Linked DNA regions of Danio rerio: region 1 is linked to region 2. A link is a contact called in public Hi-C data. All regions are on one chromosome and are shown on one strand. The core of a region is the stretch at or near the end of the contact, and the rest is flanking DNA. Distances in the headings are between cores, read along the strand shown. Region 1 overlaps mettl15 (methyltransferase 15, mitochondrial 12S rRNA N4-cytidine). Region 2 holds the start of lin7c (lin-7 homolog C (C. elegans)).

Region 1 (2,875 bases), core at 177-2,676, 150 kb after region 2:
TCATTCGAAAGTGGCCTCTGGTGGATTTACGTGAGAAGAGCAGGCACGAATGGCACATGGGAGAGAAATTTGAGATCTCAGAAAGCATACACAGTGGCTTCGGGTGGATTTGTGAAAACAAAAGCTGCAAAAAAATGTTACTTCTGGGAAATATTTGTCACTCTCCAGAAATATACATAGAGGTACGTTTTCAGAATGAGCCTGGGTTGTTATTCATACATGGAAGCACCTGGACCTATTTTGAAAATTTGGTTATGTGGATATATAAGTGCCCTTTTTGATATATATATATATATATATATATATATATATATATATATATATATATATATATATATATATACATATATATATATATACATATATATATATATATATATATATATATATATATATATATATATATATATATATATATATATATATATATGCAAAACATAAACTACTTTCAACTTCAATCAAGTTGTTTTTATTTTGATTAAAAAAAAAAACCAATATGCAAACAAAACAGACTAAAACTACTTTAAGCTTACAGTTGTTTCCTGTATCTTGCAAATAATTTATTGACTCACTCCTTCTGTAAAGAGAGAGAACTGGAGGCCAGAACTGTAAATGGTGGATCCCTGTTGAATTCATCGAGTTGAAATCAATACAAAACAAAACAAATTAGTGTACATTGGGCTTTGTAAATAGCAATTTAATGTGCATATCTGTGGTTCCAACAGGTTTATTTTATTTGTAACAACCCACACTGTGTGCTCACAGACACATTTGCTATGCTAGTCGCACAGCTGTACCACACAGAGGTGTACAAATCTAATCATTACATTTCAGGGTTTTGTCAGCAGATGTCAATCATCCAGCAAGTTATGCAAATTAGTGACAAGGGGATAATTATGCTGGAAACTCCCATTTCCCAGCAGGGGTTGACAGTCTCTCGGAGGCCTGAATGCATGTGGTGTTACTTTTTTCAATCTCAAGCCTAGCCTGATCAATGAACTAATCTCTGGTTGATGTGCAAGATTATGCTGATGAAAGTGTGTAGCAAGAATGACTTGTAACGGACAGAGAGGGCATTTGTTTGGTGCCTATGGTTTTGATACTGTTCATGTTCTGATACAACCTATTGCTTAAGAACAAGTGTTGCTATTGCTCTACATATTGTGCCAATAGCTTGTGAGTGGTGTATCCGACGGATACATGCTCTCCATTAGCAAACCTACAAATTACATGTAAACTGAATCTTGTGTTAAGCTCGAACACAGAATGGAAAAAAAAGTAACAAGCCACCAGTTTCCACCCCCACCCCCCATCTCCTTTGTGCCATGGCAACCACATGATGAGGAAAAGCGATCCTGTTCTAGTCGGTCTCTCTCCTTAATGGTGCGTCTGTTGGTGTAAGAAGATATTTCCAAAACTTCCCCTGGTTGACATTTTAGATCCCCTGCTGTAACTGAACTGGGCATGGGAGACACAGGTAGAATTTGTAGCATCTCTCAGGTTGCCGGCCTTCTTCACTTATTGCAGCGTGCAATTGAGAGACAGGTCCATTGACTCATCTTTCTGTCTCTTGTCCTGTTCCATGTTTGTCTGTGTTGTACGCCAAGGCGAGAAGTGGTACTTGACTGGCAGTGTGGGTCATCTGTTCTTTGCCATGGCTTTGTCTTGTTGATGCGTGCTTAGCATTTTTTACACAAACCGTAGTTTGACAGTCCGTGACAGAGTATGCTTGACTGGAAACTCTGTCTGGTGACGGTGACCCTCCTGAGTTCACTTTGAAATTCAAAGTGACTCCTTACTCTCCTGTTCCCTCTGCTGGCAAAGGCAGAAGATGCAGCCTGCGAGGTCTTGTTTTTATTCCTGACCTCATTTTGTATTCAAGACAACTTTGTAAAACTTGATTTATGTTTAATCCTGATCATTTTCAGTGCTGTCATTACATCGCTGACTTGTGACGTGTCGGTGAAAGAGGCCGTATTGATTTCTTTTACTTGTGAAGGACCAGTGCGCGGTTCCGATGCAGTCTCTCGTGTTCTTCACGTGCGTCTCACCCCTCTTCTTTTCCCAAAGCTGTATTGGTCCACAAAGACCAGGGAAACTGGCCTTCAACACCACTCTGTATGAAATATCAATGCAGATGACTCACTTCGTCTTCAGTGTCAATCACCATTGCAAATGCCAAGCCCATTATAGCCAAATCCTTCAGGGAGTTGTTACGTCCATCTCCGGCAGTGGAGAAGGCAGGTTTCTTAAAGGGGCAGCATCCCATAAAAAGAGATTGCTGTCTGACTATGCTGCAGGAGACATGAATTTTTCAGTCTGTTTTATTTTATCCTTCTAAAAACAGACTCTTCCATCAATCCTGTTCACCCTGCACGTAAACAAAACCAGTGACCAGGAGAAAGAAAGCTCCAGAAAAAAAGAACCGAGTAAGAAAAATAACACAGAGATACTCTGAGCCAACACCCAGTGGTTGTCCCACGGGACTGGTACGCTATTTTGGGCTTGCTCAGTGCTTTCGTCATGGTAGAGGTAGTCAGAGGTTGTCGCATTTGATGCTAGGATGTTGCATCTTGCGTCACTATGGTTTTAGAAGAAGAGACAACTCCTTCAAAGCCATCAAGGTTATAAAGTTTAGCTGGAGGATGTTACTGATTGATCTTAACAGCACAGAACTGCTTCGCTTTGCTTTAGCTTGTCGTTACAGGCTCCCGAGGAGGAGAATACTTTTAATGCTTCTGCATTAAAATTAGAAACCACTCAAAAGCGTGGTATGAACTGTCGTGAGAGCTTCATTTTAAAATGTATTTTTAAACACACAGGATGTTGTGCTTTCAGGCTGCAATACAAGTTGTTAATGAAGCATTGTAGCAAA
Region 2 (2,772 bases), core at 168-2,667:
TTCAAACCTAGAAATTTTATAGACCATTTCAATGTGGTAATGTCATTGGCCAATGAACATTTTCTGCTTGTTATCAAACTATTTTATACCTGTAACGAGACAATTTATTCATAACTTGATGTTATAACAGCTATCGTAACACTATTTATCAATATGTGGAACATCTTGGACTCTTAGAATCTTTGGAAATTTAAATAAATTTTAATAAATTAAAAAACGGAAATATGTCAGGACCGTTGTTATTGTTTACATCCCTCAAAATTGTAAGAAGACGTTTAAATTTAACTTGAAAGCATGAATGTGATGTTGGAACACTTACCTCCCTTACGGCCTTGCAGAACTCGCTCTGCAAAACCCTCTGAAGGGCTTGCAGCTTCTGGGGTGGCACTTCCCCTGTTCTCTGGAGCTTGTCCAGCAGCTCAATGGCACGAGATATGTCTGTAGAATAACATATGTAAGACCAAGACCATGGATAATCATTTGCATCATGCCATCTGGAGATGTTGTCTGTGGCTAAACAGCTTTCCCTGATAAATAAAACAACAACACGGACCGCAGATAACATTTTAGCAAATCCTTTCTTTATGACAAATATTATTGTTGTTGTTGTTGTTATTAATATTGCGCCATATATTGTATGTAACGTTACTAGTATATAATTTAACGCTACCCAAAAGAAATAATGTTTGTAAATAAAAACTAAATAACTTAAGAATGAAATTATTTACTATTATAATGCTACTTACCGGTTTCTTCTTGATTTATACAGATACATGTAAATATTAAGATAAAAACAGACGGTCATAAATCAGAGTTTTAGCTGATCTACTAGCCTAAGTTAACTCTACTGTGTATTAAAGCTTCAGTTAAACTCAAAATAAGTTGCTGACTATTAGGACGTCACTGAAAGACTTTACTAACCCCTAGAAATACTCAGATGCACTGATCTCTGACCTGAAGTGCCCATGCTAACAGAGCTCACAAAAGATTAACGCTTTTGACAGCTACCCTCGTGTTTTCCTTTCGTTGAACGTAAACTCACCGCTTTAACGACATATAAATGTCCGTATTGCACATTTTATACGTTTTGTGAACGTAGTTTAGTTTATAGAAAAACGTGTATGATCTCGAACGGTGAATTGATGCTAGCTCTCTGTCGAGCACTAATCCATCCTCACGAAGTGACAGCGGGAGAACAAAAAGCGTGATTTACACAACATCCTGCTTCACGTACGGCAGAAAGTGTCTCGGTGCGCGGCTTACCTCTTTCCAGACGTACAGGTTCTCCTAAAGAGGCCATTATAGCCCTGGTTGTTGAGTTTGCGTTTGGTGAAAGCTCCAGAGTTGCGACTCGGCGGCTGTGTTTGTTGCTGTTAGCTTGCTGAGCTTAAGCGTTGTGGCTAATGCACCGAGATTACGGATGAGCGTCAAGAGCGTCATTCCTGCGTTGCTTCCGCGCAGACACTTTGCATACCATAACAAACTGACTTTATTATGATTTTCTCAATGAAATTGGAATATATTATATATAATTTTAACATTAAACAATATATTTAAAGCAAATATGGACTGTTCGACTTGGTATTTTGTTTAGGACATCGAGTTTGACTGCATAAATTATTACAATTCAGATAGTAGACACGTGTAATAGGGCTGTTTTACTGTCAGTAATATGTTACTGGACTAGTTAAGAAAATAATGTTATGGCAGCTATACAGTGATATATGGTCAACAACATAACCCACGCTCAATTGGATAATGTATTAGCCAATCAGAATCCAAGGGCAGAAATATTTCCATACATTTTAAACCATATGAATGAATAGTTTATTCCAGGTAAGGAATGCATTTATATATGATGATTTATTTATTTATTTATTTATTAAATTTTTTTTTTACAATTCAGACTACAACTGTTTATTTTAGAAATCTTTAGGCACACTTTAGGGTATTATTTTTGGGTTATTTTGACATCAGATGATACATTTAAAAAACTTTAACAATGTTATCACATTACTATCAAGAAATATATGACTGTGTTTTCATTGTTGGTTCTGTTATATTAGTTACATGAAATATGTTTACTTATATATTATTTAAATAAAAATTATTTGTTGCTAATGCTAAAAAATGTTAAGATTAATTAATGCTTTAAAAATGTTTATTTTGTTGAAGTAATTAATGATAACAAATTACATATTTTTGTAAAACTATTTTTCTTAGAAAAAACATTTATAGAGGATACAAATACATATATATGACTTTGAAATATTAAATATTGATGACCAAACGGCACGTTTTTTTTTTTTATCAAGCAAAAATAATTGTTGTACTTTTGTATTTTTTTCTTTTTTTTTATATTTCCCAAATTATGTTTAACAGAGCAAAGAAAGTTTTACAGCATGTCTGATAATATATCTTTTTCTGGAGAAAGTCTTATTTGTCTTATTTTGGCTAGAATAAAAGAAACTTTTATTTAAAAAAATAATAAAATTTAAGGTCAAAATTATTAGCCCCTTTAAGCTATATATTTTTTGATATACAGAACAAACCATCATTATACAATAACTTGCCTAATTGCCTAGTTAAATTAACCTTGTTAAGCCTTTAAATATCACTTTAAGCTGTATTGAAGTGTATTGAAAAATATCTAGTAAAATATTATTTACTGTCATCATGGCAAAGATAAAATTAATCAGTTATTAGAAATGAGTTATTAAAACTATTATGTTTAGAAGTGTGTTGAAAAAATCTTCTTTCCATTAAACAAAA

What was found. Hi-C and Micro-C count contacts between places; a contact is called where the count stands out from the background.
Region 1: a contact with region 2 is called in a Hi-C map of embryo, with 2.2 times the contacts expected there. The contact joins the enhancer-like site here to the promoter of lin7c in region 2. A contact is called at or near these places in 5 of 18 Hi-C or Micro-C datasets (caudal fin, embryo and gastrula embryo) and 1 of 4 datasets of contacts at active chromatin or transcription factors (gastrula embryo).

The regions. Positions count from the first base shown.
Region 1 is chr7:32,115,090-32,117,964 of GRCz12tu, forward strand. The region is part of intron 2 of mettl15 (methyltransferase 15, mitochondrial 12S rRNA N4-cytidine); the gene reads left to right. Among named protein-coding and RNA genes, the nearest start is that of mettl15, 47 kb to the left of the region's middle. Within about 2 kb of position 1,427, at least 3 of the 62 cell types and tissues checked have an H3K27ac peak or open chromatin away from gene starts, as enhancers often do.
Region 2 is chr7:31,967,567-31,970,338 of GRCz12tu, forward strand. It overlaps lin7c (lin-7 homolog C (C. elegans)), which reads right to left and starts at 1,418. Exons shown (of 5, transcript NM_001362514.1): 1 at 1,264-1,418; 2 at 320-438. The coding sequence starts at 1,300.